Regions from separate parts of the Sus scrofa genome. Here regions 1, 3 and 4 are each linked to region 2. A link is a contact called in public Hi-C and HiChIP or PLAC-seq data. All regions are on one chromosome and are shown on one strand. The core of a region is the stretch at or near the end of the contact, and the rest is flanking DNA. Distances in the headings are between cores, read along the strand shown. Region 1 has its middle 55 kb from the start of FAS. Region 2 holds the start of CH25H (cholesterol 25-hydroxylase). Region 3 holds the start of ACTA2 (actin, alpha 2, smooth muscle, aorta). Region 4 holds the start of FAS (Fas cell surface death receptor).

The links. A called contact is a pair of places that touch in the nucleus more often than the background predicts. HiChIP or PLAC-seq counts read pairs in DNA pulled down with a chosen protein or histone mark.
Region 1: an H3K27ac HiChIP or PLAC-seq map of alveolar macrophages shows a contact between it and region 2. The contact joins the enhancer-like site here to the promoter of CH25H in region 2. A contact is called at or near these places in 5 of 47 Hi-C or Micro-C datasets (blood, heart right ventricle, mesenchymal stem cells and 2 more) and 2 of 2 datasets of contacts at active chromatin or transcription factors (alveolar macrophages and skeletal muscle).
Region 3: a contact with region 2 is called in a Hi-C map of embryonic fibroblasts, with 2.6 times the contacts expected there. The contact joins the promoter of ACTA2 here to the promoter of CH25H in region 2. A contact is called at or near these places in 2 of 47 Hi-C or Micro-C datasets (embryonic fibroblasts and mesenteric adipose tissue) and 1 of 2 datasets of contacts at active chromatin or transcription factors (skeletal muscle).
Region 4: an H3K27ac HiChIP or PLAC-seq map of alveolar macrophages shows a contact between it and region 2. The contact joins the promoter of FAS here to the promoter of CH25H in region 2. A contact is called at or near these places in 1 of 5 promoter capture datasets (liver), 1 of 47 Hi-C or Micro-C datasets (embryonic fibroblasts) and 1 of 2 datasets of contacts at active chromatin or transcription factors (alveolar macrophages).

What each region holds. Positions count from the first base shown.
Region 1 is chr14:100,978,976-100,985,489 of Sscrofa11.1, reverse strand. No RefSeq gene overlaps it. Among named protein-coding and RNA genes, the nearest start is that of FAS, 55 kb to the right of the region's middle. Within about 2 kb of position 4,784, at least 3 of the 83 cell types and tissues checked have an H3K27ac peak or open chromatin away from gene starts, as enhancers often do. A contact at or near this core is called in alveolar macrophages and retroperitoneal adipose tissue, where this site is marked.
Region 2 is chr14:101,124,071-101,130,333 of Sscrofa11.1, reverse strand. CH25H (cholesterol 25-hydroxylase) reads left to right here and starts at 1,712. Exons shown (of 2, transcript XM_021073089.1): 1 at 1,712-4,077; 2 at 4,899-6,263. The coding sequence starts at 5,503. It overlaps LOC102164066 (a long non-coding RNA gene), which reads right to left. Exons shown (of 6, transcript XR_002338591.1): 3 at 2,563-2,760; 4 at 1,495-1,726; 5 at 125-180.
Region 3 is chr14:100,883,797-100,890,958 of Sscrofa11.1, reverse strand. It overlaps ACTA2 (actin, alpha 2, smooth muscle, aorta), which reads left to right and starts at 4,252. Exons shown (of 9, transcript NM_001164650.1): 1 at 4,252-4,265.
Region 4 is chr14:100,923,928-100,931,125 of Sscrofa11.1, reverse strand. It overlaps FAS (Fas cell surface death receptor), which reads right to left and starts at 3,821. Exons shown (of 9, transcript NM_213839.1): 1 at 3,789-3,821. The coding sequence starts at 3,818.

The DNA of each region.
Region 1 (6,514 bases), core at 3,535-6,034, 150 kb after region 2:
TTTTTTGTGCCTTTTTCTTTAAATCAAAAACTGGAAAGAAGACTAGCAGGACCACTTAGGTATGTACATTTTGCCCTTGTCTCTCTCCTTAGCTTTTAGAACCTTAACCCTAACTGCTATTCCCACTTCCAAAGATCACTCTGCATAAATTGATGTATTTAACTGTCTGTATCTAATGAACCTTTTCTCTATCTTCTTTTTCTCTTAGATTTGAATTGAGCAATGGCTAGACTTTGTTTGAGGGGTCAGCCTTCAAGAGGCTTTTCATTTCCTTTTAGACTCCACGACTAACCTCTGAATAACTACCATAAAAGCTGATGCCAAAAAGATTTCTTAGGGTGGGGTCTTGGTTTCTGAATCTTAAGTCCAGCCTATCATTTGACAAAAAAATTTCCTGGTTTGTGCATTAGCTTATGTTTCGTTCTCCTTTGCAAAATAATTAAGTAGTTCAAATCGAGCTAATTGAAGTACATCTGGGGAGTAGCTGCCCCCCAAACCAATAACTGCTCACTGAGTAAATAAATGGTTCTGTCTCTGGATCTGGGAATGAAGGCTTGACACTGACCCTTCCTTGCCTGGTCCAAAACTCACATACAGTACCAGGATCTCTGGTTATTTTCAGCATGCGTATTCCTCTGAAATTTTTTGAATGGAAAGATGAGGTTAATGAATATGCACCTAGTTCATAAGAGAGGTTGCAAGCTAACAATCCATTGGCTGAATCCAGCCCCAAACACTTTTTATTTGAGTCTTTTTAAATTTTTTCATTAACATTTAGGAGTTGGGAGATTTTATCTAAAAACATAGATTCTACACTTCTTGCACTAGATCTACATTTCTCCATAGCATGTCACGGTGGATCAGAGTATCAGCTACCTGTTTTAGACAAGGCATGAGCCCTACTCTTTACTACAGTACATGTCTGACCTAAGAGGAATTGCCTTTAAAGAGTTTATTTGCCCGGTTACTTTTCAAATATATAGTAAACACGTATTTCCCTGTATTACACATTTAGACTGAGAGCTGCATAATTTTAGAAAAAATGGAAGTCAGCATGTGTTTTTCTTTTAATAGGAAAAACAAATTTTTTTTTTTCAGAAATGTAATCATCTTTCATTTGCCTGGCCCCTTTGGGTGTCTGAATTTACAACTCTTGCCTAACCATCTTTTTTCTGTGATGGAGAGTCTCTGCTTTTTGTTTTGTGGAGCTGTACAATAATAACCAGACTAGAGAGAGAGAACTATTGTGATCTGCGAAATAAATCCCTACTATTTTTATTTTTCCTATAAATGTTTATCTGAATAGTGGTCAAGTCAGATAGATTATAAACTCATCAGAGACTGCTGATGTGGGGGCAAAAATCAAGGAGATGGAGTCATAGCTGGGACATGAATGAAGCCAGTCCATGGGGTGAGGACCTGAGATCACATGTGGGGCTGAGCCAAGTTGGAAGCAGGCAGGAAGCCCAGAACTGGAGCTCCAAGATTAGATAACTACCAACAGGGCCAAGTCAAAAACTTACTGGAAAAGCCAGGTCAGAGCTCAGGAAACTCCAAGAGGAAAACATATTTGGAACCTGTGTCCTGCCTAGGTTTTAAGGCTTCAGCACATATAGAAACTTGAGGCCAAATTGGGTTATTTTTAATCTTTTTTAAAAAAATCATATTCTAAAACTCTTCCACCAGGTAACTTATTGACATAGAAATGATTTCTTTTTTTGTTTGTTTTTTGTTTTTGTTTTTTGCAGCTACTGCCCTATGCCATAGCCACGACAAGCCACATCTCATGGCAGCTCATGGCAACACTGGATCCTTAACCCTCTGAGTGAGGCCCAGGATAGAATTTGCATCCTCATGGCTCGCTACTAGTCAGGTTCCTGAGTCACAATGGGAACTTCCTAGAAATGATATTTCTTTAGCAACTTTTCTTAACATATACATTTTATTACTGTGGAATGCATACAAATGTGAAGCTTAAGGATTTTTAAAATAAGTGAACATCACATGTCATCAGCACCCAGATAAAAAATAAAACATTCCCAATACTCATGCCTTAGGAAGCATTATCTTTCTAAGAAAACTACTATCGTGTATATAATACATAGCTGAATTTTTTTCCCTAATTTTATGTAGCTGGAATGCAATGCAGTATATACCAGCTCTTTAGATTTCAATATTGTATTTGTGGAAATCACACACTGTTGCAAGCAGAATTATTTTGTTGCTATTGCGTGAAAATGGCACCATAATTTTTTTTTTTTTTTTTTTTTTTGGCCATTTCTTGGGCTGTTCCCTTGGCATATGGAGGTTCCCAGGCTAGGGGTCGAACTGGAGCTGTAGCCACCGGCCTACACCAGAGCCACAGCAATGCGGGATCTGAGCCTCGTCTGCGACCTACACCACAGCTCATGGCAACGCCGGATTGTCAACCCTCTGAGCAAGGCCAGGGATCGAACCCGCAACCTCATGGTTCCTGGTCAGATTCGTTAACCACTGTGCCACGACAGGAACTCCGAAAATGGCACCACAATTTTTCTATTCATTTTACTCTTGATGTACATTTGATTTGGTTTCAATTTGAGGCTATTATAAATAATTCTGTTGTGCATATTTTGCTACACATTTTATGGTGACTAGCTGTATGCATTTCTTCACAAATTTGTGTACTTTCACAAATGAAATTGCTGGGTCATAAAGAACACTCATGTTCAATTTTGCTAGATACTGCTAAATAGTTAAGGAGTACGCCAAAGTGTCTATACCAACATGGGCTCTGATCACAGGGGCAGGAGCGTGTGGCTGACCCATGATATCACCAGTGTGTGAAATTACTTATCTTTTTCATTTTAGCCTTTCATGTAATGGTGAACTGCTATTGAAATTGTTTTGAGTTAGCATTACCTTAATAACCTGTAAAGTTGAGTACCTTTTCTTATGTTGATTGTCCTTTTGAATATCTCCTTTGTCTATTTTTTCCTATTGCATTGTTTGATTTTTTTTTTCCTTTTTACGAGCTTTAAAGATATATATATTCGGTATGTGAACCCTTTTGAGACATGTTTTGCATATGTCCTCTCCCATTCTGTAGTGATGTCTTTTGATGAAGAGCTATCTTTAATTAAAATATACAGTTCAATGCATCCTTTTTCTGGTTAGTGCTTTCTAGTGTATGAGGAAATCTTTGTCTACTTCGAAGTCATGAAGACATTCTTCTGTTCTTTAATCTAGATGCTTTGTTATTTTATTTGTCATAACATCGGTCTCTCTGGAATTAATTTGGTTTACAGTGAGACATAGAGGTGAAGTTTTTTTTCGTAAGCGTGTCCACTTGACACAGCCTCATTTTTCAAGACTGACATTTCCCTACTGCACTTAAGTAATCAAAGAGCCGTATGTGGTTCTGTTTCCGTACTCTGCTTTCTGTTCCATTGCTCTGGTTGTCTGTTCTTGTACCAGTGCCCCACTGAAACGGATTAACTGCTCAGTAGCAAGCCTTTTTATCTAGCAGTTTAAGACCTTCAGGCTTATGTTTCTTTTGCAATATCGACTTAGTTATTCTTGGGTCTTCTCATTTCTCATACAAATTATAGAGGCCTTAATTTCTTTTTTCCATTTTTTAAAGCTTTATTAAAGTATCGTTGATTTACCAGGTGATCATTTTTGCTGTACAACAAGGTGATTCAGCTATACATGTATGCACACATCCATTCTTTATCATATTCTTTTCCCACATAGACTATCGCAGAACATTGGGTAGAGCTCCCTGTACGACACAGCTCCTGTTGCCCACTTATTCCATATACCACCATGTGCATGGCATCTTATTAATTTCTACATGTACATAGGCAGAGACACACAAACTTCCTTGGAATTTGATTGGATGTGCATTAAATTTATAGAGCTATTTGAGGAGAAGTGATATTTTTACAATATTGAGTCTTTTTATCCATTAAAATGATTTCGGTACCTGTTTTATTAGGCTTTCTGCTTTCTCTCAAACTTGATTATATTTCTCAAAAAGACCACACATCATCTTTCTCAGGAGATTTTACTTTTTGTTTACCACTATTTTATTAATATGCACTTTTTCTGATTACGTAAATAATAATTGTTTAATGTACAAAATTTTTCAACTGCAAAGAGGAGAGAAAAATCAACAATTCATTCTTGATTTCAACCATCTGATATAATCACCATGAATATTTTGATGTCAATATCTTCCATATATGCTGTAAAATGAGGACCATACTGTATACAGTCTTTCATATCTTCCTTTGTCTCTTAACATATTTCAGAGATATTTTATCTCTTGAACAAATTTTCATGCAAACATGATTTAGAAAATACCTAAATAGTACTCTTCCAACATATTGGCATCAAATAAACTATTTAACAGAACCTGTATTATTGGTAATCAGATATTTTTCAGATTCTTTTTCTATTCTGAATCATATTGGAGCAAACATTCTGGTAAATAAATATTTGGTTTTATGCTCAGCTGTCAGGACTTTTTGAAACTGTTGGGGCCCCTCTCACCAGGCATCCCCTTGAGAATGAAATCATATTTAAACCCTACTCGACAATCTCTGATGCACCACCAGGTCCAAGGAAAGCAGCATGAATTGGGAGTCCAGTATTTTCTTAAGATCATCCAACTATTGGGTGATTATCCAAAATGCTTCATTGTGGGAGCAGAAACGTAGCTCTAAGCAGCCACAGCTGAGCTGCACCCTCTTTCAGGGGAAGGCTATGGTGCTGACAGGCAAAAACACATGATGCGTGAGGCCATTAAGGACATCTGGCAAACAACTCCTGCCCACTTCCTCTCTTCTCTCTGCCTTTCCTCCTTTCTCTGTGAGGAAAAGCAGTGGGGAGGGGAAAGGAAGTGAGCAAGCCAAAGGGTTGTGGGGCTGCTGTGGTCAAGTGTGTCTGGGCTTATATAGAATTTGGTGCTCATCTCTGTGGGAGTTTGTTTTGACCCTACAAATTGTTTTTCTGATGCCTCTCCTTCATGGCTGGGATGACATGGTCTATCATTTGTTCTGACATATTCTTCTGGGAGTGATTTATCACTTATCTATATCCCATTCTAAAACATTATTCCAGAAGTTCCCATGGTGGCTCAGCTGAAATGAATCTGACTAGTATCCATCCATGAGGATGGATTCCTGGCCTCACTCAGTGGGTTAAGGATCCGGCATCCGCTAGCCTGGGAATCTCCACATGTGGTGAAGCCTTAAAAAGACAGAAAGGGAAAAAAATATATGTGTGTGTGTGTGTGTGTGTGTGTGTGTGTGTGTGTATTCCGGAGGGCTTGCTTTATAGCTGAGGTCCCCTGATTTTAGGGAACCTGCATCTTTCATGCTACAGAGCAAGCAAATTTGCCATGGCCTTCCCAAGGGGACATTGTATCTATCTTCCAAGGCTGCTTGCTATATAAGCCTACTTGAAACGACAGCCAGAAACAAAGGACAGTTAGGAATTCTCTTGTGGTGCAGCAAGTTAAAGATTCAGTGTTATCACTGCAATGGCTTGGATTGCTGCTGTGGTGCAGGTTGGATTTTGGCCTGGGAATTTCCACACTCCCCCTAAAAGTTAATGCCTCATTCTCAAGACATGGAGAATCACAAGAGCCACATGAGAATTAGTTCTGCCTGGAAATCAAGGAGGGCTTCCTAGAGGAGTTGTCTAATTTTAAGAATAAATGTGCAAACTATTATGTTTAGAATGGATATGCAAAGAGGTCCTGCTTTATAGCAGAGGGATTCAATCACTTATGATTGAACATGATGGAAGATAATATGAGAAAAAGAATGTACATATATGTATGACTGGGTCACTTTGTGTATAGCAGAAATTGGCAGAACATTGCAAGTCAACTATACTTTAATAAAAACATTTTTTTAAAAGAAAAAAGAAAAGAATAAATAGGAGGTCACCAGCCGGAGACGTACCAGGAAAGACACCTTAGAGAGTGGAAATTGAGGGAGCAAAGACCTGGAGATGAAATGAGGAAAGTACCAGGACAATTTGCAATGACTAGAGACTAAAATATGGTTCTCACATTCAAAGATGGAATCAAAATTTGATCATTATTTAAATTTATTTTTGCTGCAAATTGGTGTCAGCATGGTCACAGGAATATTTGTGAGACAAATCATTGAACCGAATGCACTGAAGGATGGGAGTACAGATCAGGATTCACTCTGCTGGGATAAATATGTTTTGGCTTCTGGAGCTACACAGAATGAATGCCCCTCCACTCACCTAATTATAAGAGCAGTGCTGCAGCTATCTAAGGACTCCTTTCCCAAGGCCTTCAGAACCTGTTGGTCTTTCAGCCACTCCATATATGTCATGGTTTTAAACTCTTCTTCAAATTAGTCGTCTTTCTCTGAACATATTCCGGAACACCCTAAAAGTGTATCATCTGGGGAGTTCCCACTGCAGCACAGTGGAAATGAATCTGACTAGTATCTGTGAGCATGCGGGTTCAATCCCTGGCCTGGCTCAG
Region 2 (6,263 bases), core at 463-2,962:
CCAGTACGTGGGCTAGTCTAGAGGTGGAGAGGCTACATGGTCGTTCTCGTTACTGTTGGGTTATGTGGCACCCTTGCCTTTATTGATCCCCTCTTGCTCCTGACACAGCTGCATAGGCTCTTACCTTAACCTTATAACCCTAGCTGCATTCTGGGAGCGTCGTCTCATCGTCGGCGGAGCCTGCAAAACAAGTTCGGAGCTTGTGCCTTAAGAAATTCTGTAACAGGTTCTAGTTGTGACTCTGATTCCACTGGGTTTGATATATGTTTTTTTAAGAAGAACATAAAGATCTCCACAGACCTCTAGGGCAGGGAGAAGACTGGTTAATATTCTGTCAGCTTGGAACTCCAAGAGCCTGTGTTTACTTGAGCAAAGCTGCTAAATGAAGTCATGACTCAGAGTGAAGTCATTTCTTCAGTCACCATAAGGGGGCACTCTCAGCTTTGACTTCAAACCTTTTCTGGGCCAGGCTGAGAACTGGGTTGATTTAGGACTCACTTGGTAATTTGAGGATTGGTAAGGCCAACCATGTCTGTGGTCCTTCTTATCGCAGATTATGACTAATTCTTGCCTAATGCATAACATCTGAAAAATATCCTCAAAGAATAACTGTGCCTCAAAAGGGACTTGAAAATAAAACCTTGCCTAATAGGTAAGAATGATCGGAACCTCAGCCATGAGGGAGGAAGTGGGGAAGGCTTTAACCAAGGCTTCACACTTATTAAGACTGTTGATATTATCTCCAAACAATGAATATTTTATGTTTGTGGGTATTAAAAGTGTTATTTTGTTAAATGTAAACATTTGAAATATCCTGTAATTTGAACTCTTGCCCCTTTTTTTTTTTTTTTAATTGGTATATGGAGAGATTTTCAATATATGACCCCTGAATGGCAACATCAGGTTATACTAATTCTCATTTTTTAAAAATTTGTCAGTGATCCATTCACAAGTACTTATTGTACTGGGCTAGGTGCAGATTTCAAGTTTAATTCCAAACTAAGTAAAACTCTTTGCCAACTTGTTTCAGCAGTACTAAAACAAATACTTCTGCATTTTTACACTGTGCCTTCCGGGTTCGTGACGCCTTCTCATAAGACTGATCTCTGCAACACCCTTTTGATGCGTGAGCAAGTGTTTTCTCTGCTTGACAGGCAATGGTGTGCTTTTAATGGGGATGATTTTATATGCTTTAAATATTTTAAGCAGGTTGAGAGTTCCAATAATATTCGTATAAGCACCACTTACAGGTGACGGATGGATCAAAACATAAAAAAAGTGTATAAAACCAAATATGCAGTAGCATCTGTGGCGGATAGGGCATCAAGAAATCTCTTGGGGGGTTAACAACCACCCCCACCCCCCATATTCATCAGCATCCTCCACTGTTCTGGTGTTAATAATTAATGTTTTCTGAGTCTTTTGTAAACAGCCCTATAAATGCAACTTTGATGCCCCATTTCAATACCAAATTCCTGTAGTAGAGATACCTACCTTGAAATTGACACTGGCTGGGTTTTGCTCTCAGTTTGGCTATAAGTTTCTATCGAACCTTAGTTGGTCTTGACTCTTCTGAGATGGAGTTTTCATCTTTACAAGGGGTTAGATTTTGATCTTTGAGATTGTTTCTTGAGTTTGATGTGTTACAGCTGTAAGCTGTTATGACATGTATCTCTGATACCCAGGAATAAACATTTCGGTTAGATAGATGCCAAGACAGTCTCACCTAGATTTGGAAAGAAAAAAAAAAAAAAAAAACCATAAAGGTACAGAAAAAGAGATGATGTCACTGGTACAAGGTTTTTTCAACTACCTTTTCTATTTTCTGGGGGGTGGGCATTATCCAAGATCTTTTGGTGAGGTGGTACCAAATAGCTTTGAGATTATGTTAAATATGTACAGACCTGATTGTTGTACTCTCAGAAAAGTGATTTGATCTCTACAGCAGTTAGGGAAGAAAGAATTCCTATTCTCCAACACTGTCAGAAAGACCACACCACGTTAAAAATACACAGGGAGTCAAAATCAACTGGAGAAGCACAAGAAATAATGTGGCCAAAATTCTGATACCACCAGAAGTCAGTTAAAAAAAACCAAAAAAACAAAAAACTCTTCCATGGAAAACCATCCCAGTGGGTAAGTAGAGCTAAATGACATCAACCAGTGCCCCAGGGGAAAAAAACAAAAAAACACACTCTTTTTTTTTAGCCTTGATCTAAAGCCAATATCTTCTAAAATGAGCATTGAGTCTACAGATACCTTCTGAACACTCATTATATGCAAGGTATAATGCTTGACATTGTGAGAAAAAAATCCTAGAAGTTAGACTCAGTGCCCTAAAAAGGTCTATTCATCTATCAGGTTGTTAAATAAATTTTGTGTAAATTCAGAGTGTTTTAAAGGCACATGTTTGCCAATTCAGGAAATGACACCCCTTTAGTCAAGACTAAATAGGGCTGTTTTATTTGGGTCCATTAAGTGGATGCTGGTTTTGGTTGGCCAACATGACGTGCCCACTTTTTCAGCATCTTCCATGACAGTGGACAGCTGATGAGAGCTTACCTGATCCCTGAGACAGTTGCACTTGCAAATTGGACACAAACTTCTGTCCTAGATGGTTTCATGGGCCGGAAAGGCGGAGAAGCTGGTGGCTATTTTTCAGAGTGCTGTGAGTGAGAGGGGAGAGCCTGGGCCAAGGAGGCTGAAGCTGTGGCTTCCAGGTCTTGCTGCACAGGATTTTCTGGAGAATATGCTGACAGGCTTAGTAATAAAGGATGGAAGAATCAAATAAGGAGAAGAACGAGTTGGTTGGGGCTGGGGCTCAAAGGAGTCAGTCCTGATAGCAGTCTATTAGCTAATTAAGCCACCCACTTAAAAAAAATCTGAGAGCATCCAAAGCATTCAAGCATGAGAGCTGAAACCACAAGAAAAGAACAGCATGTGCTAGAAGGAAATTTGAAGGTTGACAATTTATGTTGAGGGCGAATTTGAGTGAGTGAAATTTTACTTCTGAGCAGAATTCATTTGTAAGTCTGAGAAAGTGAACTGGTGATGGTCTCTCTCTAGAACACTGAAGGGTCCAAGAGTGAAGGCTTAATAAATGGCCTAAGATACATTCACTAGTGTAGTGTAATTCTCAAATAGACTTTAAAAAAAAAAAAGAATAACCTCTCCTCTCTGAGAAGCTGCTTGAATTATACAAAATTCAAAGGTAGGGTGATATCTGTGAAAAATGGGAAACAAGAAAGTGCCTGGGTTGCCCTAAAAGTGAATTGCAAAGAACACTGGAGGAGGAGAAAGATTAAAGAGGAACCTAGAAAGGACAGGTTGACTAACTGGACGAAACCCACCAGCAGGGAGGCCAAAGTCCTCTGTGGTACCTGTCTCTGCTAACAAATATCCAAGCAACGTTAGAAAATTCACCCTCTTTCCTTTTTTGCCTTGACTGTCAAGAAGCTCAAAGCTGCTTTTCAAACTTTATCTCATCAAGACACATGCAGAATATTATCATATTCTATGGCAGACTGAGGTTTAAAAAAAAAGTCTGTGATAGGGCCAGAGACTGAGGGCTCTAGAGAATGGGCATCTACCAAGGAATATCCATATTCCATCAGCGGCAGTTCAATGAGGTTCTGAAATGTGAATTGACTTATAGGGGTGTGTGTGTATGTGTGTGTTTGTGTGCATATACATAAAACATCCTATATATTCCCTATATATCCTATATATTATTTATTGGACTATTATATGTCAATTCTAGGCCCATATGTTGGTCTATATTTTCATTGTATTATTTCCTCATAGTACATGTCTTTATATCTCTTATTTCTCTTTGCAAAACTTTCTTTGATTTTAATGGCAAACTTCCTCAATTATTCTTTAGGTAAAATGTGGAGCACACATTTAAAGATGTGTCTTATTTGTATGTTTACTGTGTTCCAGGCACTATACTTTATTTCTGGAAGACCACAGCAATACTGCCTATCTCTTGGCAGTGTGACAAACCCAGCTCTTCTAAGGACTGGATGAAATCAGTTGGAGTAAAACATTTAGCCAGTACCTGACCGACGTTGCAAGGTACCTTTTTGCCATCATTGTCATCATCACCACCACCATTATTTTCTCCTTTAATGCTTGCATAGCCTCATGAGATAGCTACTATTGTTAATTCCCTCTGGGAAGGCGGGGGAGGTAAGAAAACGCAAAGCTTCGTGGGGTGAGGCTCTAGCCCCAACTTCATAGACAGAAGAAGCAAAGCTAGCACTAGGAGTGATAACTGGCTTCAAAATTTCCATCCCAAACTTCTATCCTCTGGGCGTCTCTTGTGTAGCGAGGCAAGTCCCCCGATCAAATGCGAAGGTTGCTTTTCATGCTAGTCCCGGGGTTCCCCCAATCTCTCTCGGCACCGACTTCCTCAGGCGCAGGTCCCCACCAGGTCGGCTCAGTGCCAAGAGTGGTTGGGGTGAAAGCGAATGGAGGGCTCGCGGCGAATTGGCCCCGCGAAGCCAGCGGAGGGACGGTCTGGCTGGGTGCAACAGCATCTGTCCCATAAACAGCCTCCTTTAGCTTCAGGAACGCACAAAGTAGAACAAAGTGGGTGGTTTACTGATGTCATTGCTTCCACACCAAATTGAGATGTAGCGACTTTTAGCCAGATCTGGGCAGGCTGTGGATATTAAATCCAGCCCTTGACTTTTTTTTTTTTTTTTTCCTTTTCTTTTCTTTCGTTTCTCTCGAAGCGAAGCCTAACGATCGCAGATCGCAGTCCCCTCTCCCGCGGCTGTGCCGCCGGGTTTCTGTCGCAGGTTTGTGAGACCCTAGCGCGGGGCCGCTGGGACTCCGGCTTAGTTTGGGGTCTTTTTTGTTTATTTACTTATTTTTATTTTTGGTCTGTGCAGGGGTATCTGGAGCTTTCAGCGAGCCGGCGGGGATAGCTCCTCACTGGGAACACTGAAACGCTGGGAACACCTTTACTGTCAGATTTCCTGCGCTGAGAGCCTCTGTACGCTGCCGGGGACCTGCAATTAGTTCTCTCTGCAAAAGGTTATTTTGTGAATCGCTGCTGGTGAAATCAGTACAGCGCGAATGGAAGGAAAAGATCTGAAATACGCAAGGTACGTTACTTTAAAAAGTTTTTTTTTTTTTTAAATGCAGTTACACGTGTGTCTTTATTAAAACGCAAGACAGTTTTAGGTATGCACTGAAAAATACAAATAATTCTGCATTTGATTGCAAAGGGGCTCTTTTCGATGGTGATGTAAATATTCTCCATCTTTTTTGGGAGTGGTGATGACCTATGAATTGAGTTGTCAAAACTCGTAGAAACTCTACGCTGAACCTCTGTGCATTGTATTCGGTAAATTGTACGTCAATTAAAAAATCAGAACATAATCCTGCAGTTACTACGTGCCATTGCGTAATTACATACATAAACACCGACTAAATGCAGCTGTAGGTGTATATTTATAGCAGCTAAGCGAGACTCTGTGGGGTTATTTATTTATGCAAGCTCTGAGAAGCCGGGAAAGGGAAAAGAGGCTTCTGACATCACATGGGGCGGGGCCGAAAGCCCTAAGAAAAGTACGTAGGACCAGAGCAGCAGCTGCCGCCAGACACAATCTCACCATGAGCGGCCACAACAACTCCGAGCTCCTCGTCCTCTGCAGCTCCGGCCAGCTGTTCCTGCAGCCCCTCTGGGACCACCTGAAGACCTGGGAGACCCTCATCCAGTCGCCCTTCTTCCCAGTCTTCTTCTCCATCACCACCTACTTGGGCTTCTGCCTGCCCTTCGTGGTACTGGATGTCTTGTGCCCGTGGGTGCCCGCGCTGCGGCGCTACAAGATCCACCCGGACTTCTCGCCGTCGGTGTGGCAGCTGCTGCCCTGCCTGGGGCTGACGCTCTACCAGCATGTGGTGTTCGTGTTCCCGATGACTCTGTTGCACTGGGCAGCAAGCCCGGTTCTTCTGCCCCCAGAAGCCCCCGAGCTGCTCCAGCTGGTGCGCCACATCGTGCTGTGCCTGCTGCTCTTCGACACCGAATTCTTCATCTGGCATGTGCTGCATCACAAAGTGCCTTGGCTGTACCGGACCTTCCACAAGATGCACCACCAGAACTCGTCCTCGTTCGCACTGGCCACACAGTACATGAGTGTCGGGGAGCTACTTTCTTTGGGTGTCTTTGACATGGTGAACATCATGCTGCTCCGGTGCCACCCGCTCACCGTCCTGATCTTCCACGTGATCAACATCTGGCTGTCGGTGGA
Region 3 (7,162 bases), core at 3,003-5,502, 240 kb after region 2:
CTTTTACCACTAGATCTAACTTTCCCTTACAGAACACTGGATGATAATAATAGTTAGCAATTCCATGGTGTTCTCCATGGGCTAGGCAGTATTCCAGGCACTTCTCATTTATTAACATCTCACTACGACCTTGTGATAAGGTATGATTATTAACCCTATTTTTCCATTGAGAAACTAAGAGGAAGAGAGAGGACATAGAGCTAGAAAGTGGCAGATCCAAAATTTGAACTGTGTATCAAAATCCCTCGGGTGCTGCTCTAAAAATGTCTGTCTTTGCACAAAGACAAGGTCTGAGGGCTGATGGGCATCGCCTTCCTTCCTTATGCTGCAGGTTGTTTCACATTTCATGCGCCAAGTGTCTTTTCTTAGGGGAGATTCTTTGAACTTCTTAGATTTTGAAATAAATGAGAACATTACGAAAAGACATACCTTCTACCCAGTGTTAGCATATCCCCCAAATACCAGCATTTACCTTCCTGTAGGAGGCGTCAAATCAAATTTGCCATTAAAAAAAAAAAAAAAATCCTGATTTCGCTCAAGCAAAGAACAGAGCCTGGTGAATCCCCGCAGATGCTGTCAGAGTGGTCACTGCGCCAGCATGGGCTGGATGAAATCCTGCTTGGGCTCTCAGGAGAACTCAGCTTTTGGATCTGTAAATTTCAGAAGCTGGAAGATTCTGAGAATGAGAGATAAGAAAGGATGCCTTGCTCTCATTGAGTCTCGTCAGACAGGATGAACTCTGTGACCTGAACAAAATACTAATGAGTGTGATTCGTCTAGAGAAAACAATTTCTACAGCCCAAGTTTTCCACAGCAAGAGAAAATCATTATCCTTTCTAGACCTCCATGTTATGTGAATGTTTGCCGGTATAAACGTGGCCAATTTATGTTATGTTTTTAATTTTTTTATTTTTATTATTTTATTATTTTAAAATGATTTTTAATTTGTCCATTATAGTTGGTTTACAGTGTTCTGTCAACTCTCTACTCTACAGACTCAGCCAGTTTAAATCCACACAGTACTGGGGATAAATGACTACTCAGCCATCAAAAAGAACAAAATAATGCCATTTGCAGCAATGTGGATGGAACTGGAGACTCTCATACTGAGTGAAATAAGTCAGAAAGAGAAAGACAAATACCAAATGATATCACTTATATCTGGAATCTTATATACGGCACAAATGAAACTTTCCACAGAAAAGAAACTCATGGACTTGGAGAATAGACTTGTGGTTGCCAAGGGGGAGGGAGTGGGATGGACTGGGAGCTTGGGGTTAACAGATGCAGATTATTGCCTTTGGAATGGATAAGCAATGAGATCCTGCTGTGTAGCACTGGGAACTCGGTCTAGTCACTCATGATGGAGCATGATAACATGAGAAAATAGAATGAGTACATGTATGTGTAACCGGGTCACCATGCTGTACAGTAGAAGAAAAATTGTATCAGGGAAATAACTTAAAAAATTAAAACTAAATAAAAATAAATAAATAAATCTACATAGTACTGGGGATAAAGGATATATGTAGATAAATAAATAAATCTACATAGTACTGGGGCTAAATCAATAAATCGTTAGACAATTAGTGAGCACTCAGTGCTTACTCAGCTCTGGACTGGACCTCAAAGAAAATTAAAATGGTACCAGATTTCAAGGAATTTATAGTAAATCATTGCTGGATAATGTTACCAAGATGGTGTATGCTGTTTGTGGAACAACACATCTGGGGATGATTCTTGACTATGCTTATAGCCTGAGATTTATTTCATAGTTTTCCTGAACTGCAACCAAGTCCTCAGACACTACTACTGTTTCTCTAATTGGCTCCATAACTCCTCAGACACATGGCTGAGAGCCCCAGAAATTATCTGGCCACTTGACAGGAGATTTCTTGGTAGACATACACGCATACTCATCCACTGCTGCTTTCTCTCACTGAAGACACTTGGATGAGGTATGAAAGTATAAATCTCAAACCCAGACCACAAGGCCATTTAATCACTTGCTCAGAAACTTATTTTCAGTTACAGGTCCTCCCTGGTTAATGTCATAAATTTTAGGAAGGAAGGGAGGGAGGAAGGAAGGAAGAAAGGAAGGAAAAAACAACTTGTGAGAAAAATTAAACCTTGAATCATCGCCTTGTATGTCTATTTATGTCATCAGAGTCTGATTGCTATCAGGCTGTGAATGCAGCCTATAATCAAGGGAGAAAATGACATAAGAACATTAAAAGTCAACATCCAAACTCTTATTTTTGGTATTTAAAGAACATTTGGAGTTCCCGTCATGGCTCAGTGGTTAACGAATCCGACTAGGAACCATGAGGTTACGGGTTCGATCCCTGGCCTCACTCAGTGGGTTAAGGATCTGGCGTTGCCATGAGCTGTGGTGTAGGTTGCAGACGAGGCTCAGATCTGTGGCTCTAGTGTAGGCCGGTGGCTACAGCTCCAATTGGATCCCTAGCCTGAGAACCTCCATATGCCACGGGTGCGGCCCTAAAGACAAAAGACAAAAAAAAAAGAACATTTATTTCATAAAGCTGTCAAGGAACACATAGACACTGCTTGAGACCGAAGTGGGAGGAGGCGGGATCCTACCTCTACCCCCTTTGACCCCCAATCAGGAAAATATGGATTTTTTCACTTTACATGATCCTTATGATCAATACCCTTGGATTAATCCCAAATGCTCCGATTTATGTTGTCCTGTGTAGTCTTCCTGTTTGAACATTCAGACAGTTATGTTTTGTGGTGATTAAAAACTAGATACAGTTGACAAATGCTCAAAAAATACAAAGAAGTCTGTTCTCATGCAGTCTTAAGCTATATAAAATTATATAATCATCACCAGTGCAATTTCTCAAAGAAAAGTGTGTGTGTGTGTGTGTGAACCATAAATCAAACAGGTCAGACCCAGTAACATGAGTGAACAGCTGGCACAGCTGTAAAATGGAGACATTCATTCTGGGATTTTTTTACGTGTCAGCAGACATGCTTGGTATCCATCAAAAATATTCCTACCATGAATTTAGTTGGCACGTTGGCTTGGAGGAGGGGAAAAGGTAAATGTAAAACCACTGAAGGGATCCTTTGTCACCTGAGACTAACAGCTTAAGGCCAGATTTGTGTTCACTCCCTACCTTCCTCTGAGAAAGGCCTGGATCTCCCGGCTCCTCTGTCACCTGCCAAATGTGTCAGCGGAGAGAGAGGACGCTCAGGAAGCCTTCCCTTAAACATGCCCTTTTCTCTGTGACTGTTTCTGTGACAGGTTCCTACATGGACTCTTGCTCCCTATGGAAGTTCCTGTTGTGGCTCAGAGGTATTGAACCTGACTAGTATTCAAGAGGATGCATGTTCGATCCCTGGCCTCGCTCAATGGTTTCAGGATTGCCGTGGCTGTGGTGTAGGCAGGCAGCTGTAGCTCCCATTCGACCCCTAGCCTGGGAACTTCCATATTTTGCACATTCGGCCCTAAAAAGCAAAAAAAAAAAAAAAAAAAAAAAACGGTGGCCCCTATCATGCAGCTACATTGCTCAGGACAAATCAGCAGATGTATCTAATGCATCAGGGGACCAAAGTGCCAAAGGCAGGGCTGACTTCCAAGCTCCTCTGTGAAACGGGCTCTCAACCCTGTCTCCACTTCATCCCCTACTTCCATTAACCATGCTCTCCCACCTCAAGACTTGATTTATAAACCCAGCATTGACAACCACAAAGTCCTCACTCCCTCTAGATATTTACAGACCATTGAAGAATCTCTTTCTTCATTGCAGCCCATGTCTGCGGGAGAAATTTTAAAAGGTCCTTACTCCTCAGAGGCTGCTTCTGTCTGTACTCAGTTTATGAGGAAATGCCCTGAAGTGCCAGCATGACAGCAGGCTGGCATCTCTCTCCTGAGGAATGTGCAAACCGTGCCTGCATCTGCCCCATGACACTCACTCAGTATTTCTGGGCATCTCAGCAGTTGTTCTGAAGGCTGGGGGTGTTTATCTCCCACAGGCAGCTGAGCTGCCTCCCATTTCATGAGCAGAGCAGTGGAATGCAGTGGAAGAGACCCAGGCCTCCGGCCACCCAGATTAGAGAGTTTTGTGCTGAGGTCCCTATATGGTCGTGTTAGACTGCACGGAGGGCTCCAGTCTGTCTTTGTTCCTTGTTTGGGAAGCAAGTGGGAGGGGAGCAGGCCAAGGGGCTATATAACCCTCCAGCGTCCAGCTTCCCTGAACACCACCCAGAGCGGAGAAGCTGAGTCCAGAGCAATCAGGGTAAGTGGCACGGGCCCAGGGATGTGTCTTGGATTCTAGTGGCCCTGATATTCCCCAGCACGATCAGACGTCATCTGCGGGGATTTGGCCGGGTTCACGTACTCCGAAATTTTTGAATGAAAATTGTACTACTAAAAAGATTGCAGCTTTTAGCTCTAATTACCTAACATTAAAAAGAAAGCTAGGATATAGCCCGGTGTAGGGGAGGAGGGGGAGAGGAAGATGGAATTGAAATCTAAGTGTGTCACCTGCAGAATCTGTTTATACTAAACTAACAGCTCAGGTCTTGCAGCACATTTCAGAGATTCTGTCCAGCTGTTTGCAGTCAGTTTATACCATCATTTATATTTGAGCCCTGGAAACTCCAGTATCTGCTTGCGGTTCAGATTTGGTGTGGGGATTTTTCACTGGACTGTACTTTTTGTGCCGCTGAGATATCTGGAAGTGAATTTTAGAAATGACCAGCAGTTAGTTGCCTAGCCTTTCATGCTGGCTACCCGTGTATTTGCATCTGGGTTCCTCCGGCTCTAATTGGTCATTATCTTCTGTAAGAACATCTCTTGAGTGTAACAGTGAGCTTACAGGTCAGGATATGTGTCTCGGTTGGTTGGTCCTTTGCAGCAGAGCGCAGCAGGAACCCAACTGAATCTTTATGAATAAAGAGGGAGGGAGCTGGGGTGCATCTGACAGCTGTTTGCCTTTCAGCCTATGGGATGTCTGATTTGCATTTCTCAGCCAGGCGAGGAGGTGGGACTGTGGAACCAGCCCTGCCACCCCAGGCTGATCTGCACTGTAAATCAGGGTTTGGCAGCTTCAGCCTGGACTGGAGTTTTCATGCTGAAAATTTCCTTCCATTTTGTGATTCATGACTAAATATGGTTTGCATTTCAAGACCGAAGAGCTGGGAACTGGAGCATTTCCCTCCCACTAACTCCTCATTTTTTGGCACAAGATGCACTCAAGTCAGTTAGAGCAAACCCCCTGACCTGGGGGCTGTTCCAAAAGCAGACGTTCAAGTGTGTTTTACCTAATTAGGAAATGCTTTGCTCCAAACCCAGCTGCTCATCAGGTTAAATAAAAAGTTGTAAACCACTGAGCTGGCTCCTTTCCGGGGACAGATTTCTCTAATGACAGTGCTCGTTTTAGAGATTTTGAAATTCTTCCTAGACATTTTTTTTGCCAAATAAAAATACATTTACTAAATTTTGGTAGCTTTTTTTTTTCCCCTGCATGCTTGATGACGCCGAGGGTCAAGCCTACTTTTTCTGCAGTACATTCCAATATTCTTTCTGTCAAATGCAAGAGTTATTAAGGACAAATGTACTCATGGTGACGACACTATCGCATTTGCAGAGCCTTCTGATTCCAAATATTTCATCCTATTTTCAGCTCTTGCTTTTGATTTGAAAGGTCTGCTTGGCACATCCAGGGAGCCTACCGATCCAGTGCTGACCAACCTTCCTCGAATTCCACCTGCTTCTGTCTTGTCTCCCTTGCATTTCTCATCTCTATTCTTGCTTCTTAATCTGCTAAGAAGGAAGCCAAATCACCCAAATGCTAAACATAATTCAGTATCTGGAAAGGGAAATGTGTGGGGAAGGAAAGAACCAGCCAGGTACAAGCCCTGTTCTTATAAGTGGGATCTACAAGTTGAGGTTTTCTGTGCTAAACCTGAAGGCAGTGGGGAAAGAAAGCAAAGACTTGAAATTTAAAAAAGGAGCTGAATAAAGATAATAATCACATAAAATAGTATTAATAATAAGTTTTTAAATAATATTGAGAATTCATAAAGCATATGCCACTGTAAATGATTTTAAATGTATTTAAAAAATCTAATCCCCATAAGGATTATGGCCTACCTCCAGATATTATTGCTGCTTTGTAGATAAAGAAAGTATGGTGTAGAGATGTTAAATAACTTACTAAGTCACACAGCTTCTAAGTAGTGAAACCCACACTCAAATCCAGGCAATCTGATTCCAGAGTCCAAGTTTCTAGTCCTTGTGCCCTATATCTCCATTATCCTACATGTAAAAGTGCTGAGATTTGGACAAGTTGCTCCAACTCCTTGAATCTTCATTTCCTTGTTTTGTCATTTGGTGATAATGGATTTTCAAATTTATCCTCTCCGTTGAGGTTCATGTTCTTTGCAAAGGGTTACGCTACCATGAGGTATCACTATGGAAGTTCTAGGTGTTCGGGAAGACGGAGCATTGGATTCATGGGTACAGTCTGGCAGAACTCAAACTGCAACAGCTTTTTTCCTTTACTTACTTCCAAGAAATCTCTTTAAAAGGGTCGCCTTTTACATCCAGGTCTGCAGTGCAGTGAGCTCACCAACTTAGAAGAATCTTCCTTAATTTGAAATCCTACAAAGAATTTTGTCTCAAAGTCAGGCAGAGAACTCTGGGTGTTTCTCTCTTTAAAGACTATTTCCACTTAATTCTACTTGCAAAATGGAAGCCATCTGGTTTGAAAGTTGAAGGGTAGCCAAGAGGAACTGATTTCTGCTTCAGCTTTGCTTCTAACGCCCTGTGTGCCCTCAAGCAAGTCACTTCCCCTGAGTTTTCTCATTTGTAGGGATGAGGACATTGGACGAAAATGTTCTCTAATAAGCCTTCAATTTCCCAAATCTGTAAGTAGTTACTTTTGCTCCAGACTTCCAAATTTTGTTGTAGGATCTAATCTTAAGGGTGGAATATTTAAAAGATTAAATTTAGGAAATGTTACAGAATCCAGGGACAATAATTAAAAACACCTAGAAAACCCCCACTTCAAAAATAAGCCCCATCAACATCTTTGTAAAAATAATCAGTCTTTTCTCAATGCATAAAAATACATTTTAATGGGATCATTCAATGTTACTTTCTCTATCATTATATAAGAATATGCCTGTA
Region 4 (7,198 bases), core at 2,572-5,071, 200 kb after region 2:
GTCCTCCAGAAAATGAAAAGGACTCATTAGATAGTTAAATGCTGCTTCTCCACTGTCGTGAATAGACACACACACACAAACACACACGCACAGCGAAAGTAATACAATACTATCCATTACGGTACTTATAATGGTTCTACAAATAATTCTTTGGCAATAAGCTATATATATTATTATCTTTATATTATTATTTTTCATCACAAGTAAATAAGTCTCTGGTACCTATTACAAAACATGTGCTCATTTAAGGGACTTTTGGAACCTAAGGTAATTTGCCAAAAGGCAAGTAAGTCACTGGGGGTTTTCAAGTGGGGGATTTCCTTATTCAGGTTTTTGATCATCTCTTAGAATATGATTATTCTGTTCTTGGCAGTTGTGGTATAGTGATCTGGCTTCCCTACAGCATGAGAGCAGCCTTCCAGAGACTCCTTTGAAGGATTGACACTGACGTGATTAAGAACTATTTAGAAATAAATTACTCGTCTAGTATCCCAAAGACACTTAGAAACAACACCCAAATCCCAGTCCTCTTTGCGTCTATTTCATCCTTTTCCTTCTCTAAACTCAGCGCAAGAGTAGAAACGTGTTCTAACCTAAACCCTAATTTGCCACTAAGGGTGGTAATTGTATCATGGAGATGGGTAATAGAAGATTTTTCTTTTATCTAATTGTTCTAGTTGTGGGGGACTGAGGGTTTCCTTATATCGGTTTCATTTTTGCATCCCAATCTTAACATTATTTATAAATTCGTGTCTTTCCATTCTGCTTGTTCATGTTCTCAATTATATTTCATAGGTTTATTTTATTCATAAGAATTTTCAAGTCTTTTATGATATAAGGAAAACCTCTTAACCACAAGAATAAACAGAAACACACTGGAGCCTATTTCATGTTACTTAGGCTGGGTTAAGGAAAATGATTAAACTATAAATAAACAACTGTTTTTTATTTTCTCCCTCAAACGCTTCTGTATGATTACTTATCAATACACTGGTTTCTTTGTCAACTTCCCTCTTCTCTCCCTCTGCCATAATTTTGACAACTGCTCTAAGAAATAAAGACGACAATGGCCATCTAGTAATCACCTAACCATAGACCAAAATGTTACAGCAGAAAACCTATCAGGACTAAATGCAGGGCAGCTATTTCCCACACACATTTCTAAAGTAAATTTGACTCTTTTTCTGTGTCCTCTAGACATTTGTGAATTGTTTTGGGAGTTCAAATGCACTTATTATAGGTGCCATGGAAATGACACCCAGAAACTAGGGGAGGGAAAACTAATTCCAAGAAGGAAAGAAAAAGAAGCAAAGAGGGGAAGCATGAGATATGTACTGACTACAGATCACACCAGAGACAACAGAACTAGAGAACATATGGAAAAGAAAAAATAGGCAGCTCCCGCCCATCTACTTCCAGCTGGTTGACACGATTAAGCCAAACTTGCTTCTGCATTCCATGCAATTAGCACTCCCACCCCCATTTTATTTATTATTGTGACTAGTAAGTAAGTACTACTAAGTATAAAGTCATAAAAACAAGCATTTTCTGGAGACACAAAAGATGACATAATGGATGGTGTGGAAACTTCTTTAAGAACAGAGAGTTGGGCTAGCAGTGGGTGTAAGACAGGATTCTGTGTAAATTTAAAAGAGTCATATTAGAAAAGAAAAATGCAGGATATGTTACAAAATGATAAACAATGACAATCTAGGTGATAAGGATATGTCAGATTTTTTTTTTACACATCTGTATTGATATATTTTATTCAATAAATCTTCATGTCTTAGACCATATATCATATATTATACTATTAATTTATATTTAATACACAATATTATAGGTATTATAATAATATGCATATATAAACACATGTACATATATATATGCATATGTGTCTGTATACACGTGTGTGCATTCTTTTAGAAAAGCACTTTCCTTGGTGCTTTTTTTTTTGGTCTTTTTTTTTGCTATTTCTTGGGCCGCTCCCGAGGCATATGGAGTTTCCCAGGCTAGGGGTCGAATCAGAGCTGTAGCTGCCAGCCTATGCCAGAGCCACAGCAACGCGGGATCCGAGCCGCATCTGCGACCTACACTACAGCTCACGGTAACGCCGGATCGTTAACCCACTGAGCAAGGGCAGGGAGCGAACCCGCAACCTCATGGTTCCTAGTCGGATTCGTTAACCACTGCGCCACGACGGGAACTCCTCCTTGGTGCTTTAAACTTGCCCATCTGGTAAAGATGTTATAAGTATAAAAGTTAAGCATAGCTCTGGGCGTTGATACCTTTGCTATGCTTACCAGCATTGTTGTCCCAAGACCTAAGAGAGATTTTCAAAACAACTAACACTGCAATAAGGCCACGGTTAATGATAAAGAGAAGAGTGTGGTCTGAGGTTGCATAAATGGTTTCTCAATTTTGAATCTTAAATTTTCTTGGAGGAAATTTCTAAAGGAGCCCAAATATGGTACATAATTTCTGAAAAATTCAGGGAGAATTCTTTTGTTTTTCTCCCCAATCTAAGATGGTTCCGGACATCACTGATTTTTCCTTTCAATTCTTGGTGTAATCTGGACATCAGGTGCAATCAACAAATGCCCAGGCTTTGGAATTGGGCCTAAATTAAATTCCAGCTCTGCCACTTACTGGTTGCACTCGGTCGAATTACCTAAGCTTTCTGCACCCCGTTTCGCCATCTGTAAAATGAATGTGAGGACATCTTCCTTACCTTGCAGCCGCTGCTGAGAATTGACTGTGATCACGTTTATAAACACTTCTATCACAGTGCCTGGCACTTTGGTGGGGCCAGCAAAATAAGAAGGCATTGCCTTTCAGAGAATTTGGAACTCAAATGAAACCAAACGTCTTTAATTAGCGACCATCAAGGTGGCATTTCCGAGGCAGGGACTCAAAAAGAGGTGGCTGCTGCTTAGGCTTCTAGGCCAAGTACCGGCTCCAGGCTCGCCACCCTGCGCAGGCGCGGTGGCAGTGGGTACCACCGCTTGAGCAGTGGGGGCAAGGTTCCTTCCCTCCCCGAGTTCAGCAAACTAAAGTGAAGAACAGGACGTTAAAAAATAAATAAATAAATAAAGGCCAAACCTAAGGTCGTGACTTACGATCGGTAGGAGAGGGATTCCCGGAAGGGAAACAGTTTCTTTTTCTGTGTCGTGATAAGAAGGTAAACAAACCTCTTGAGGCGCATTCAGCCCCAAGATAACCTTTTCAAGAAAGAAACAGTGACGTCCAAAGCCTCGGGTTTAACCATTGCCTCGGGACTGATTTACTCCCTAAATTTGTGACACGTTCAGAAAACGTGTCTTCAGAGAGCTCATATTCTCACCGTCCCACAGCTCACACATACACCCGCGCAGAGGAGGACCTTTGTGGTGACATGTAAGGACTTGTCCAGACGATCCCCTCCTCTCTCGGGTAGGGCTCTCCCTCTGGCGACCCCCAAACATCCCAAGTCCCCGCCTGCCCCCGGCTCCCACCTCTCTCCGCGCCGCGAACAGGGCCCCCTGGGGCCGCGCGGTGCTGTTTTGCCTGCCGCGCAGGATCGCCGCTTCTCCTCCAACCCCAGGAAAGACGCGTTCCCCGGTTTCCTGAGACCTCGCCCTCAAGGAAAGTCCTAGCAGCCCTGAAAAGCCAGACTGCCAAACACCAGCCAAGCCCGGACGCCCACGCGCATCCCCTTAAGGTCATCGGAGCGCGTCCTGCGCGCTCCTCTAAGCGCCAACCTCTTGACCCAGCGGGGAGAGGCCCCCGCTAGGCAGGAGAGGACTTACCAGTGACAGGAGAACCCAGATCCCGGACATGGCTGTGGAGCCTCTCCAACTGCTAGCAGAGCAGGTCACACACCCCGTGAGAAGTGACAGTCCCGCCCTGCCCCTCCCCGCGCTCCAGCCAGCTCAGGAGTAAGTTCCCCGCCAAGGGCCCGCCCCCCGCGCTCAAGCCCAGTTACTTCTCCAGCCGCTTTCTTTTCTCCAGAAGCGTCTCAGAACACCTGCGTGTGGCTCTTCTGAGAGACCAGAAAAGACCTAAAGAAATGCCCCCGGGCCCTGGGGAGGAGGAGGGGAGTGGGGTGGCAGAGGAAGCTTTTCTGGGGAACGCCGGGTTTGGGGAAGGCGCCTTTGATTCAGCAACTCAGCCTGGGCGCGGGGGTGGCGGGACGTGGTGGGGGGTGGAAGAGCGGAGAGAGAGTCAGAGTCAGGGTTTGTTGCACAAATGGGCATTCCCCGTTGGGGTTGTTTCCGCTGGCATGTCTGGTTCAGGTGAGAACCCTGAGAGCCGGCTTGCTGTCTTTGCTACACTCTTTTGCCATTCAAACGGGGAAGGCTGGGGAGGGCTAGGGTACAGAGCGCAGACTTCCCGCCTCCTTGCAGGAGCCAGGGCCAACTGCCGGGAACTCAGAGAAGACCCAGCCTTCACTCAGCTCCGCGTGCCTGTAGGGGTGGGAACAGGAGAGTCTCACAGGAGCGCCGGACTAGTGTTTTGGTAGTGACAGTTATCAAACGAAAAGCTTCAGAGTGTGTGCTCTGGAGATTCTGAAGAGGGAGCACCCCTTGGCTTTTATTTCTCTAGAGGAGAGGGAGGCTAACTCCTATGACAAATCACACAGTTCCAGCCCTATTAGAAGTTCGCAATTACTTCCTCTCCTTTGTTACTCATTATTTCCTCTCTAATTTTCTTTAAAAAAAAAAAAAAAAGCACTTTTAGTGCTTTGGTTAACACTCACTCAAAGTCACTATTGTTTTGGAAAAGATGATCTGTTTAGCTAGTTCTGCAAGGATTTTACAGAAGGGAAGTTTGTATAATGGCATCATTAATGAGCATGTTTCTGAAAGTAGTTCCTAAGCTGGGAACAGATGCAGGGGTCAGTATCTCTGGCAACGTCCACATAGCTCTGCATCTCACTCTGTTGCCCATTAAGAATCTCCTTCCCCTCCTTCGGCCTGACCTGGCACTGGCTTGTTCCTTATCCGTCAGATTCCCTCTTGGAGGACATTTTCTTCTGCCAGCCTTTCCAGGCTCTAAAGCCTGGGTTAGGTCACTTTCCTAAATACTTTCACTGACCTTGTGTTTTGCCCTGCAGGATGGCCAAGTCTTGTAGGTGTTGCTTTGCCTATCTCTGCCTCAGCTCCCAACAGACTGTTAGTGAGGGTTATGAAGAAGACTCTGGCCCGAAGTTCCCATTGTGGCACAGGGGAAATGAATCTGACTAGGAACCAGGAGGTTGCGGGTTTGATCCCTGGCCTTGCTCAGTGGGTTAAGGATCTGGTGTTGCCCTGATCTGTGGTCTAGGTCGCAGATGTGGCTTGGATCCTGTGTTGCTGTGGCTGTGGTATAGGCTGTAGCTCCAATTCGACCCCTAGCCTGGGAACCTCCATATGCTGCGGGTGAGGCCCTAAAAAGCAAACAAAACAAACAAACAAAAAAGAAGACCCTGGCTGGCCAGTCCTGTTCCTACAGATCATAGCACAAAACAGAAGTGAATGGGTGGTGGCAGATGGGGGAGGGTGGAGTGGGATGGTTATGGAGACTCTGTGTCTGTGTTATCTCTGCAACATTTCTATAAACCTGAAACTATTCTGAAATTAAGATTTATTGAAACAAATCATAAAAAGAAGGAAGGAAAGAAAGGAGGGAGGAAGAGAGAAAGGAAAGGAGAAAAGAGAGAGAGAGGACAATTGACAAAATCAACATCTCTTATGAGTGCACCAGCAACTTTTACAAATGGTTTTTCCTTATTTAATATTTACCATTTTAGCCCAGTGAGGTAGATGATTATTAAACTTACTTTACACATAAAGAATTGGAGCCAAAAAAAGTTTAAGCAACATCGGCGGTTTCATTAGTCAATAAATAGCAAATCTAACAATTACATTTAGATATTCTTGTTCCTGAGGCCCTGCACTGCCTAAGATCCTCCCCATCAACACACACACCTAATTCCCTTCAAGTTCAACAAAATAATAATCTATGCCTCGTGGGGAGAAATGTGATTGATGAGCAAAGGAATGTAGAAAATTTGGGGTTGACTTAAACAGCTCTCTTAATCCAAGGCTTCTCAGAGCCTTTAACATGCTCATCTGCATTGTGAATTAGGGGCTATGATATACACTGTTCCCCAGGCTTCTTGTCTTGTTTATGGAGTCCTTGGAAGAACACCTACTGAATGAACACTTTATGGATGCTTGTGTTCTGGGGAGAACAGTTGAGACATCTCTAAAGGTCATTTTTATTTATTTATTTTATTTCGTTTTCTTTTTAGGGCCTCAGCTGCAGCATATAGAAGTTCCCAGGCTAGGGGATGAATCAGAGCTGCGGGTGCCGGCCTGCACCACAGCCACAGCAACTCGGGATCCGAGCCACATCTGTGACCTACACTGCAGCTTGCAGCAATGCCGGATCCTTAACCCACTGAGCGAGGCCAGGGATCAAGCCAAACTATGTCAGCTATGTCAGGTTCTTAACCCACTGAGCCACAATGGGAATTTCGTTATTGTTATTTATTTATTTATTTGCTTTTTAGGGCTGCACCTGCGGCATATGGAAGTTCTGGGCTAGGGGTTGAATCCGAGCTTCTGCTGCTGGCCTATGCCACAGCTGCAGCAATGCGGGATCTGAGCCTCGTCTGTGACCTACACCACTGCTCATGGCAGTGCCAGCCAGATCTTTAACCCACTGAGCAAGGCCAGGGATTGAACCTGTATCCTCAAGGGTACTAATCTGGCTCATTATCACTGAGCCACAACAAGAACTTCCAAGAACTCCATTATTTTTATTTTAATAACACATTCCTAAGGGCCTCCAAGGGCAAAGAAATACAATTTTAATGATGGAATTTTGGGCGCTCTACCAGATGTGGGAGATATTTTGGCATCCATCTGTATTTTACTCAACCATGCCATATAAGTTCAAGCTTGTCTCTTCTACTCTAAAGATATCCTTGCTATTGAACATTTCATTTCAAACAACATTTAAACATGCATCTTCCTGGAGTACCCATTGGGACTCAGCTGTAACAAATCCAACTAGTATCCATGAGAATGAGGTTTTGGTCCCTGGACTTGTTCAGTGGGTTAAGGTTCTGGTGTTATTGTGAACTGTGGTGTAGATCACAGATGCAGATTGGATCCTTCATTGATGTGACTGTGGTGTCGGTGGTAGAGGCAGCTTGGATCTGGCATTGCTG